Linked DNA regions of Mus musculus: region 2 is linked to region 1. Evidence: chromatin contacts called from public Hi-C data. All regions are on one chromosome and are shown on one strand. Each heading gives the region's core, a stretch centred on a gene start, on an enhancer-like site or on the middle of the called end of the contact. The rest is flanking DNA. Distances are from core to core; before and after follow the strand shown. Region 1 overlaps Gm2824 (a long non-coding RNA gene). Region 2 has its middle 27 kb from the start of Gm36555.

What was found. A called contact is a pair of places that touch in the nucleus more often than the background predicts.
Region 2: a Hi-C map of cortical neurons shows a contact between it and region 1, with 1.8 times the contacts expected there. The contact joins two enhancer-like sites. A contact is called at or near these places in 2 of 484 Hi-C or Micro-C datasets (cortical neurons and forebrain), 2 of 115 datasets of contacts at active chromatin or transcription factors (embryonic basal ganglia and embryonic stem cells) and 1 of 9 other capture datasets (embryonic stem cells).

Annotation. Positions count from the first base shown.
Region 1 is chr15:24,989,365-24,995,546 of GRCm38.p6, forward strand. The region is part of intron 3 of Gm2824 (a long non-coding RNA gene); the gene reads right to left. Among named protein-coding and RNA genes, the nearest start is that of Gm2824, 30 kb to the right of the region's middle. Within about 2 kb of position 3,542, at least 31 of the 459 cell types and tissues checked have an H3K27ac peak or open chromatin away from gene starts, as enhancers often do. A contact at or near this core is called in cortical neurons and forebrain, where this site is marked.
Region 2 is chr15:25,356,592-25,362,773 of GRCm38.p6, forward strand. No RefSeq gene overlaps it. Among named protein-coding and RNA genes, the nearest start is that of Gm36555, 27 kb to the left of the region's middle. Within about 2 kb of position 2,195, at least 53 of the 459 cell types and tissues checked have an H3K27ac peak or open chromatin away from gene starts, as enhancers often do. A contact at or near this core is called in cortical neurons and forebrain, where this site is marked.

The DNA.
Region 1 (6,182 bases), core at 2,292-4,791:
CTTGTCCAAGTGGTTAAGAATTGCATTCCAAAATCTTTCAAGAATAAGAGATCTTATAAAAACCCAAACAGGACAATAGGAGACAATGTAACAAAGAATAGTGTAATAGGAAAAAAAAATAATTCAATGTCTTATCAACAGTGGACTGAAATATTTACACTGGCCAACAGCATCAAGATAATATGCAATAGTTTGACATATTCACAAAGCACTCCATCTCTGTTACCTTCATTACATCCACAAGAGGCAAACACATTTTATATCCTGTGACTGTCACTCTGTAGAAGAGGGAAATGCGTATTCTTTCTATTTTACAATACATTTGAAAACTGCTATACAGAGGATGGAGAAACATACTATGACAGCCAACATAACTTTGAGGATCTATAACTGATTTAATGAACTATTTAAACGTAATGGTTGATTAACCTAAACATTGATTCTTTGTAAATGTCCCTCAGCTATAACTATTCATTTTTATCAATAGAGCTGATATAAATATTGTGTCATTCTTATGAAATTTCAGTGTGTTAAGAAGTACAACGAATGGCTGCTATGGGTGATTAAATGAATCTTTCAAGGAAAATAAACCTCAGATGTATGTGAATAGTTATGTCTATGTTTTTAATTGCTTGTATAGAACAAAAGAGGAGGAACTGTAGTACAAGTAGTCCACAAGGAAAGTCTCAATGGTTTTACATTGGAAATGTCTTGAGAAATAATGCTGAAGTGTTCTTGAATTGTATTTGAATTCGCACTCTTTGTTTGGCTTCCTACAGGCTCAGTGTGAATCAGCAGAGTGAGAAGGCTTCTCAAAATGTGGCTGTCATCCTGAAATAGATTAAGGAAACAGAGTGATCTGAATACAGGAATTGAAAGTAAGTGAAGCTGTACAATATCCAGACTCTCGTAAAAAAGAAAAAAATTAAAAAAACAAGTCAGTTCTCCATGGCTCCCTTGCTAAATAGGTTCACCGAGAAACTGGAACATGGCCAAGATCTATCTGCAAAGCAGCACTGCTGTGTAGAGAGTAGTTAACCTGAGAAAGTAAACACTTGCTGCATCACTTTAAGCCCCTAAGATACAGAAGTCAAAATGGAATAGGTTATACAAGAGAGTTGCTAGGGGCAGGAAGAGGACACCTGTGATATTTAGAAGAGTGATGGGGAGACCTAAGAAGTAGGTAGGAAAACCGTATGCAACTCCAACATCTGTGGGGAGAAGACAGGATCAGCTGTAAGTCTTTAAAACATCTTGGACAGACCTGGACCTGCTGCTGTAGTTTAAATACGAAATATACTCCTACAGGCTTAGGAGTGTATGAACATTGACCCCCCCCCCTCTGGCAACACTGTCTATGAAAGTTGATATGTTTTTGTATATTCTAGCTAGCAGACCTAAGACCAAAGAGGTGGGGTATAGAGGGTATAGCCACAAGCTCTCTGCTTCACAACAAACCAACATATAACATTCAGTCCTACAAGCTCCAGCTACCATGAGTTTGACCCTAACCACCATACATATCCTATAATTAGGAAATATCCCCTTAGATAGTGATATAAATAACTTGTTTCTAGCTTAATTTGTCCCAATATGTGGAAAATATATATGTTGTCCTAATAACAGGAAAGGTAACAAATTTAAAGGTCTCAAACATGTGCAGATGGTTTGATAAACGTGTAGGAAGATGTGGCTTCTATTATTACCCCTGTGTTTACTCATTGAATATAAAGCTATAGAAAAACAATATCCTCGCATCTGTATCCCTCTGATGCTAAAGAACAAATCAGTAGGGGTTCTGAGAATATCTCTCCTAGTAAGTCTCTTGAAGGTACAAGTTCCCATAGCCAGCATCCCCAACAAAACACGACTGATGTCTTCAGCATCGTTAAAGAATTCTAACATAGTTAAAGCTACATGTGGGCTCACATTCTGCCTAGCCTGTGCTGCTATTGTTAAGTGTGCAGCTCATGGGGTGGGAAAACACAGCCTAAGATTCGGGAGGCCAAAAATGGGGTTCCCTGATTCCCAGGCATCCAGTTGCTGCTGGAAAACAGAGAGGAGTTGGGAACGGAGGTTCAGGGGTCCCTGGGCTTGTGATGAGGACCCTGGGGGAAAGGAGCTCCCAAACCTACACATCCAGGAGCCACTGAGTCGTGGGGAGTTGAGAACAGAGTTGGGGGCCCCCCGCAGAGTCACCGTGTAATGATTATTAACCCAGGGCCAGGGAAATGGGGGAACTCCAACTTAGCTCATTTTCGAAAGTCCTTAGCTTAGCAGCCCTTGTCTGGAAACATAGGAGGGCCTTCTGCAAGAGACTTAAGCTGCAGCTCTGTAGGCACAGGTCTTCTCCACGCTCCCCATGGTGGTTCTTAATGGAACTGACCGTTCTTGGTTTCAAACTGTTTATTGATTGTTCATTGTTAAAAATCGGTACATACCAACCCTTCAATGTGCAGCAGAGACTAAATACCTTTTACAAGAAGGAATGCCTGGGAAGGGAAGTCTATTGGCTAATCCTTCAGGGCCTCTAGGTACCTCATTAGCATGGAGACCTACATGGGAACCATGGTCACAAGTTCTGGGACAGAAATCGAGTAGGGAGCAGAGAGACATCTACTGTCTCAAGTGGGTGCCTGGGTGCTAGGGTCTCGGGCCGACTCAACCTTACCAAGTTTCCTGGTATGGTCCACTGTACCACATGTCCATATTTCTTCTAAGTGGCTTAAAGGACAAAAGTTGAAACAAGAAGCTGATTTCATAACCTGACCTCTTTTAAATACGAAGAATTTATAATCACTAAAACTCAAACTTGGAAAGCATGGTTTCATGAATGAATATGCAGCAAACACCAAAATATGGACTAGAAGGTGAACAATTTCTTCTCATTTTTAAAGTCTAATATGAGTAGAAGTTAAGAAAAATAAAGACAGGAAAACAAACAACTAAGGAATACAGATTGTATGGATGGTTTTAATGAGACCGAGCTAAGGGACTTCTTTCCTTTTGTAATGGAAAATTTTGTTTTTTAAGAGAAATTAGAATTATTACAATTCCATTGTTTTGTTTTGTTTTGTTTTGTTTTTTTAATTCATGGAAATTGATTTTCCCTGTGTGGACGGTTAGAATAAGGGAATTAGACTTAAACCATGACCCTTCTGAATTGTTTTTGGAAACATCAGTAATGCCTCCCTCCCCTTTAATTACTAAAGAAATAAAATAATCTTCTTTCATTTCCTTCATTACCAGCCCGGTGTATGTCATGACAAAAGACTGTGTGTTATTTTTACCATAATTGCCCCTGCTTCCCTTGAGAATTTAAAAAAAAAAAAAAATCATGAAATTTTTGCAGTTTCTCTTTTCCTCAGACCAATGAAATGGTTAAGTACGTGACACCAGAGTCCTGAATTTAAGAAGCAAAAAATCTGGCAACCAGTCCAGAGTCCATTTCCAAAAAGAAGCAGCTTCCCTGAGCCTGTACAGAGGAGGCGGTTGCCTTGGCAACCGTATCTGATAGCAGAAAATATGGCCGACAGGTACACAGAAAGATCCAGGGAGCAAAGCCTCCAGGCTGCTGCTGCTGTCAGTGTTATGCACTCAGGACGCATTAACAAACGCCAAGGTTTACACTGACACCTAATTTATGACCGGGGAAAATTTCTGAGTAGCATTTATCTAGTTCCAATCAATGCAGTTTATAATTTGGTACCGTGAGGCAATCGCTGAGCATGAAATCTGACTTCCAGCATAAACAAGCAACCACCACAAATGACTGTCAAGGTAGACCCGAAACATAGAAAGGTAGCTTTGAGGCAAGATCGATTCGCACGTTCATTGATTCCCACCCACGTGTATGCTTACTCAGATTCCCCAGTCACACTCCATTCTCTGTTCTTTTACAGGGATGCAACTTTTAAGGCAAGTTATCAAACTGGGCAGAGGATTCATTACTTTGATTTATAAAAGGATTTGTCATTTATGTTCATATCTACTTTTTAAAGAGTAAGTGTTGCTCAATGTTGCCTGAGCCCTCAGTCCTGCCCAGCATCCCCCTTGGGGGCCAGTGGGTAAGAAGGTGCAGAATCTATGTCTCAGATGAGAAAACAGCAGGAGGCTCGTTCACTAAGTCTCAGGGCGTGCCCTTTATACCCTCTACCCTCTTCCCATTGGTTCCAAGCAAGGGTGTCCTCCAGGTAGCAGGTCCTGATTGGCTGTCACTGTCTACATCACCAATCTCAGGTAGGCTTCATTTTGGTCCTCATGGGGAAGTTTCTTTCCTCTGTGGCTATGCTGCCCCACTTGCTGTTTACCTACATTCACGGGGAAGTGAGCACCACCTTGGCAGCAGTGCCTTCTGTTCCTCCTACATCTCAACCGTCTATGTGTACTCAGAACCTTGTTCTAATCCTGAACCCTACTTCAACAATCTAACACATAACGGCATATGTTAATAATGGATCCTTGACGACAAAGGGTGAGAGTTCACTGGAGTGTCAGTGTGCGTTTGTGTAGCTTTTATCATAATGGGAAGGATTGTTTTGAGTTAGAGCATGATCAGCAAGAGCTACAAGACAATAGTTGATGAAGCTGTGTTTTAATATATATGCTTTCACACTGCGCTTCCTCTTATTCCTCTTTTAAATAGTCAACTCCATCTAAAAAGCAAAACATTCATGACGCAAGGGAAAGGACCCCACACTCTGCACAAACAATCATTCTCCAGTGTACTTATCTAATAGCTCATAGAATTTCACAGAATGCTTCTTAACCCAAAGACTCTTTGTTAGAAAAAAAATGGGATGCAATGCCAAGTGTCCTCTTTGAGTTTTTTTGACCATGCTTTTTATCAAAATGGACCACTAAACACCTGTGCCCACAGCATAAAGTACAGATCCCGATGGCATTTATTCATCCTGTTCTGAGAGCTCTTCTGTCTCAGTGCTTAGAAGTCTTTGAGCCTGGGCACTCCTGATGTTTCTCCACATATTAAATACCACCAGTCACATAATTCAAGGTCCTTTGTGTGCAGTAGGTAAAAAGACTCTTATGAATTTAACCCTGAAACTTTTCAATGAGTTTTGTTATAATCTTTGAATGAGAATACAAAAATTCCACATCAAGTTTAATAGCACACAGAAAGAAATATGGATTGGCTCTTTAAAATAGGAGCAAACAGAAAGTAAAGTGTTAGAATTTGTTGTTGAGAAGAAAAATGAAAGAAGTCTTAAGGTTTTACACGATTAAATAATTTTACTAAAATTTGAAAAGAATCTTTTTTGTTCAGATTAAGCAATGCTACATATTTTTTCATATCAAAGCTTCATATTCCAATTTCAGCAGAAACAAAGAAAGCAGTACAAGCGAATATTTCTATAAAGGGAGATATTTACAATTTTGATCAATGTCATAAGGGATTTCTACATATCTCTCAGTCATTAGATAAGCAAGATACCTAGTAATGTTTAAATAATTCAAACTTTAGCCATTTGACAGCAGAGGAAAAATTAATTGTAACAATAGAAGTAGAAAAACATTCAAAGTTTTCTCAAGGGATTTAAAATGTTTTCTTTTATATTTTAAGAATTCTTAATATAACAAACTACAAATGATTTCAAAACTTGTCATTCTATTTAGTAATATAAACTCATTTCCTCTCTCAATATATCGTTTTAAACAATATGGAATGCATGCACCGGAGGCTAGCTTTTAATACTTTTACTATACTCTCATTTATTCATAAATACAAAACTAGGAGTTGAATATTGTGGCAGTTGTTTTTCATTGTTTAATTGATTACTTTAGAATTACCACAGAAATGCACCTCTGAGTGGGGGTTATTCCAGAAGTGTTCAATTGGAGAGGAAAGACCTACCCTAAATGTAGGGCTCAACATCCCGTGAAGCTGAGGTCCTGAACTGAGTAAAAATATAAATAGGCTGATTACAAGCATTACTCTTTCTACTCCCCATCAGTAGGAACACTGAGACCAGCTGTCGCCCATTCCGGTACCCTCAAAATTTCAGGAAAAACGAACTCTTCCTCAAGTTGCTCTTGTCGGGTATTTTGCCACAGAGCAAGACAACAGTGAGGAAGTCAGTACCGATGCGTTTTCAATAATTCTGACAGTATGCTTCTTAGGCCTTTGGAACTGTTTGCAGGGAAAATACAGAAGGCCAATAAAT
Region 2 (6,182 bases), core at 945-3,444, 370 kb after region 1:
ATAATACTTTCTCTATATTGTGCTATTTTAAAAATTTCTCACAAAGTTGCCTGTCCTCTTAGGTAGCATAAGTCTCAATTCCATGGTCCTTTTCACTATATTTTCAAGAAAACATTAAGTACCATCTTTCCGTTAAATATTCCTCCATAACATAAATGGCCAGGACGAAGCTCCCGGTTCACTTCTAAATGCTTTATTCTGTCTACTTATGTGTTCACTTATTATCGTGCTTGTGTGTAAAAGCACATGCCAGGACTCTCACACAGCAAGATGGAGGACAACTTACAGGAGATGGTACTCTGCGTCCACCATGTGAGTACCAGGTTTCAAACTGAGGCCATCATTCTCACTAGCAAGTTCCTTTGCTCACTAAGCCATCTTCTAGCCCTGGTCTCAACTCTTGAAAGGAACCAAAGCTTTCCGTAGAATAGCTTCCAAACTCTTAGGCGGTTTGTTCCAGGATCGCCGTGGATGCCAAAATACGAGGATACTCGAGTCCCTTGTATAACGTGCCTAATGTTTACACACAACCAATGTGCATCTGCCTGCATGTGCCCCATCTCTTCTAGACTACTTGTCAAAGCTAAGGCATTTAAATAATTGTCACCATGCAAGATATAGGTACTAGAGACAAGAAAAAAGTCTGTGCATGTTTAGATAGAATTGTTTTAAAACCTATTTTCAGTCCCTGGATGGTTGAATGTGCCCATAAATATGAAGGGCTGACTGTGTGCCATGAACCAGGCCTTATGAAATATATCCCTAGCAACTATGTTACTTTTTTTTTTCATTTTTCCTGATGATGTGAACCTCAGAGATATGAAATGAGTTTTTTTTTTTTTTTTTAAGCCTTAGACCAGTAACACTAAGCTCAGGTCGATTATGAATCTTGTGAATATCATGCTGTACATCTCTGAACTCCAGATAAGGGTTTTTCATCCAGCTTTGACCCCACTTCTTGCCTTCCATAAGAACTGAAGAATCAGGACTACCGCTCGGGAACGAGATGGATTTCTTCATTTTAATATGTCAGAGATCCCCGCCCTCCCCACCCCCCCAAGGGTCTCACACTGTCGTCCTAGCCTGGAATTCACGCTGTAGTCCCTCTTGCCTGGCACTTAGAGATCCTGCCTCCTAAATTTTGGGATAAGAAATGTAAGCCTCTAAGCCCAGCCAGACAAAGATTCCATTTGTAACCGAATGGAATGCCATTTAAGAACCACTTCTCCTCCTTCTGGAAACAGCTTGTGGTAGAACCTTCTAGAATCTTTTTTGAAAAGCATTCCTGTGTGGGAACCATTTTGAATTGCCTTACATTCTGAATAATCCTCTATTAATCTGCCCATTATCCTTACAGATGGATTCAGCTAGGAGAAGGAAAGTGGACAAAACAGTTTAGTGCCTAGGAACGTCCAGAACAAACAAAGTACAAAGCTCCACCAAGCCAGAGGAATGGCACACTTGAATTGTATTTCAGATGACACATCTGGGGTTGGAGAAATGGCTGTATGGTGAAAAACACTTCCTGCTTTTGCAGATAACCTAGGGTCAATTCCCCGCACCCATGTGACCGCTCACAACTCCAGTTCCAAGAGATTCGACTCCTCTTTTGGATACCATGGGTACAAGTGTAAGTGCAGGCGTGACAACCATGTACATGAAATAAAAATAAAGGAATGTATAAAGAATGGTACATTCAAGGGGTTTGTAATTGTTTATCGTCCTAGTCCAATGTAAGCATGGAGCCCTGGAGCAGACAACCAGGGAGTAAATGGAACATGATTAATCAACAGAAAGTAAAACCTTCAAGACAATGTAGAGAGAACAGTAAGCAACAAATAAAAGGTAAATTTGTTATACCAAAATTCCAACTAGCCTCAGAAATGTAAGCGACTCTCCTTATATGTATTCTAGTAGTTCATCTTCTTGCTGGTATATTGTGTGTGTGTGTGTGTGTGTGTGTGTGTGTGTGTGTGTGTGTGTGTGTATTTATTTTGAAAAGCTAGAATTTGCTCTGAATACCAAGGCAACTTCAGCTCCTGGAAGCAAAGGCGGCTGAATAGATAGCAAGCAAAATACAGTCTCTATTATTCTTAGCTTTAAAAAAAAAATTTTTTTTTTAAATACCCTCTGGGGAATTTGCATACTAGTCAGACTTCAGTGCTGAAGTGGGTGGTTCCGGCTGAGAGCAAGCTCTATTCTTGGATGTCTGCGCTGCGGCTGAGCAGGACAGGGATTGCTCAGTGCCGCTACGGACGGAGCCTTAGAGTCGTTTCTTTTAATGGGGTTCACCTGTCAAGTCCAATTTCCCAAACCTGAGCAAAAAGCCCTTGTAATGAGGCACGCTATCCTTTTCTTGGCAAAACTCAAAACCGGGCTGTTTCTGTCTGTCGGCCAAATCCTGAAGCATAGTCTTGCGCTTCCATTAACGAGATTGCGTTCTCTTCAGATGGAAGGCTCAGGAATTTCTCTCATCTCTTTTTCGCCACCCCCCCCACTCCCACCCCCACTTCTTTTGTTAGCAAAAGTGTGTCACAAGTCAACACACTTTCCTCAAGGCAAAACAGGTGCCTTCCTTTCTTTCTCTTCTTTGAGTAGCACTGTCATTATGTGGCTGAGTTTCAGGTTATGTGACTCTTAGCTACTCTTACTCAAGGCTTCACCATTCCATTACCAGCCAGGAGTCTTTGGTGCCTATTCAAACATTTTCTATCTGAATAAACTCACAGCTTAGAAGGCAAAAAGATGGTGAGGTTGCTAATGCAGAGCCTTTCTTTCTAGTGTTTGGGCTTCAGGATTTTAGACTTTTTATCAAAATATCTACATCATTTTAGAAGTCAAACAAAAATACAAATAAATTAAATTGGTTTAAGGTCTTAGTTGTTTCTATATACAGGGGATCTTGTAAGCTAAATATTCCTCATCTTAATTAGTATCTGAAATTGGTTAGTGATTAATAGAGTATACATTTTTTATGTGAACTACCCGCCCCTTTTTCTTGAGAAAGCTTTAGTCCTTTAAATCTTGGACAATGACCGGAAAGCTTAATGAGAGAAAACAAGTGAGTGTTCTGCTAAATGATCCCAAATCTGAGTGGGGTAATCTGTCCCTCGCCTCCTGGAATTTTAACACACTGACCTGAGAGAAGGAAAAGGAAGAAGAAGAAGAAGAAGAAGAAGAAGAAGAAGAAGAAGAAGAAGAAGAAGAAGAAGAAGAAGAAGAAGAAGAAGAAGAAGAAGAGGAGGAGGAGGAGGAGGAGGAGGAGGAGGAGGAGGAGGAGGAGGAGGAGGAGGAGGAGGAGGAGGAGGAGGAGGAGGAGGAGGAGGAAGTTAGATAATGCCAGTTGATTAATACGTTGCACTAAAAGTGAATCTCCTGAGTTCAGAGGAGAAAACTCAGGGAGAGTATAAAATTACTTTGGTGCAACAACAAAAAATAACAAGAAGCAAATGTGATGTTTGCAATGTCAAAAACAATATGGAAGTGGGGAAGGGGCTGGGGGGTGGGACACAAATGTGTGTTCTGTTGTGCTGTGTGTTCACGGATACAATGGCACTCGGATTGTTTCCAAGCCGTGTTGTTTCTCAGTGTTATTCCCTCTAGGAATCTCCTTGAGTCAGATGTGCTTGGACGCATGCAGCTAACTGCTCTTAATAGCATGGCACTGGGAATGAGAAGGAATGTACTAACCCGGCCAGTCCCCGGCCTCTGAGGTTTCATATCCCACTGAAAATGTTGTCATTAAGAAGTCAGAAAGCATATAATCTCATGATGAAGAATGGCTTATTTCAAAACTAATGCCATCCCAAACCTTCACGGAAACCTGCTGCATTTCCCTTTCTGCTTCTCCGTCAGCTGCGGTGGAGGGGTTGAAAGAACGACGCCCACCATTGTAAAAGAGCCATCCCCAAGCTAAATACTTTAAATATCAACTGCTTGGCAGAAAAGGGGGCGGGGGGGACCTGCCAGTTCAAATGATACTAACCATAGCTCTTCTTGAAAAGCTCCTGTTGACTGGGAATGGTGGTACGTGCCTTTAGTCCCAGCATTTGGGTGACAAAAACAGGCAGATCTCTGTGAGTTTGAAACCAGCCTGCTCTGTATGCTGAGTTCCAGATCAGCCAGGACTATATATAGGACTGTGTCAAGCAAACAAACAAACAAACAAAACACTCCTAGTGTGAATCCCAAAACTACTGATGACGCCACGCCACCATGATACATATTTAAGATTGTCCCCTAAGAATCCAGTTTTCAATATTGTGCAAATTAGTTAAAATAGATATCAGATCAAATACACCTGCAATGTTACTGTCCAAAGGCTGGACTGAATCTAAATGATGGTGATAGATCTCACCAATCCTGAAACAATGCCAAAGGCCCCTGGGGTATATGTAACATTTGTGCAGCTCAGTCTCCATGTAGCCCCTCCCCCAACAACTGGAGGCGAGGCTGTCCCTAAAGCTGTAACCTGACTGTGGTATCTGTTCCCCAACAGGGTTGCCTCATCTGGCCTCAGTGGGAGCGAATGTGCTTGCTTTGGCAGAGACTTGATGCACTGGGGGGCGGGGGGGGGTATTTAAGGGGCTCCCGCCCTCTCAGAGGAGAAAGGAGGGGGGATGGGGAAGGACCGCTGGGAGTGGGGACAGTAATTGGGATGTAGATAAAAATAAAAAATAAATTGGTAAGTTTCTAAATAGATATTTTCTCCACTAAATGAAATAATTGGAGTTTGTTGTATGTCAAACTAACATCTAGAAGGAACACTATGAAACTGATGCTCCATTCAAGCCAATCGGGTGGTGGATTTTAGTTGTTACATTGTGGATGTTTAGTTGTTCCATTGCCTGCCTTGGTAAGGAACTCGAGGTCCAGTGCTCTAATGTATAACCGTTAGGAAATAAATGACTAGATGCAGCTCAGATTTTAATGATGCCACACCCTTCAGCGCATAAGCTGAAGTGTGTCACCTTACTTCACGTATCCCATGCAGTGACTCTGGATGGTAAATGTTATCCTGAGGAACCCCTGTTGGCTCTTCTCACCCCAAATTCTGTGAACACTTTAATTAAGATGGTAGGTGGAGAAAGTCAGTCTGTTAAATATTACTTCCACCAAAGCATGTTTCACAGCAATAAATGAATGACATTTAATATTCGTAACTACTCCACAGTAGTTGATAAATTTAATTCATTTTGCAAAAATAAGTATTTTTCATTTTAAAGATAATTTGTAATCTTATACACATCTTCCAGTTTGTTGAGTCTGTTGCCTCCGTAATACACAACCCCGCCCCCACATGATTTTATATATTTGAGGGCAACTGCACTTGCTCTGGATATTCCCTGCTGTTTTTCTTACCTAATATAGTTGGCTGGTGGCTAATGCTTTTACATATTCATGTGTGCTGTGCTGTCATGCAGTAAGAGTTCAAAATCATTTCACTGTAAAAGCAAGAGGTCCAAGGGCTAGACGTGATCGTAGCACGGCCTGAACTCAGAAAGTCCATTAAGCTAGTCCAACTCCACCATTTCTGCTTCTCCAGGTGTGGTACTGATTCCAGATACTCAGAAAACATCTAGAGGGGTTCTCTCTCCTCTGTATGCAGCACACAGGAATAGAATCAGGCTGACTCGGACCCACAGGACCATGTGCACATGCGCATTTCACAGCCTTCACAAATTCTACCGGAAACTGACACTCTAAAAGATGAACCTGTCATGTATTTTTCTGGGCATTTCTCTCCGATTCAGGTCTGAGAAATCTTTGCCATGGCTAGGTCTCTTTCTTTCTTTCTTTCCTTTCTTTCTTTCTTTCTTTCTTTCTTTCTTTCTTTCTTTCTTTCTTTCTTTCTTTTTTTCTTTTTTTTTTTTTTTGTGGTTTCCAGTATCGGATTGGAAAACACCCAAGCAACTCTCTGAGAGACTCGAGAGACAATCACCTCCTTTCTTACCCTCAAGAACTGATGTGCATGCCGAGTCTGTACAAAAGCCACCTTTCTCCAGCCTCTTTCCCCATGTGTGGCACAGGGGGACCCTGAGCACACAGACGGTCACTATTCCAGTAATGGGGTCATCAAAGGGTGACGGCTTAGCACATCTGCCTGTGGTATACATTGCTAGCTGGCACGTGCACAAACTTCTACATATTTCAGCTATCAAGGGGGATCTTGTCTTACAGAT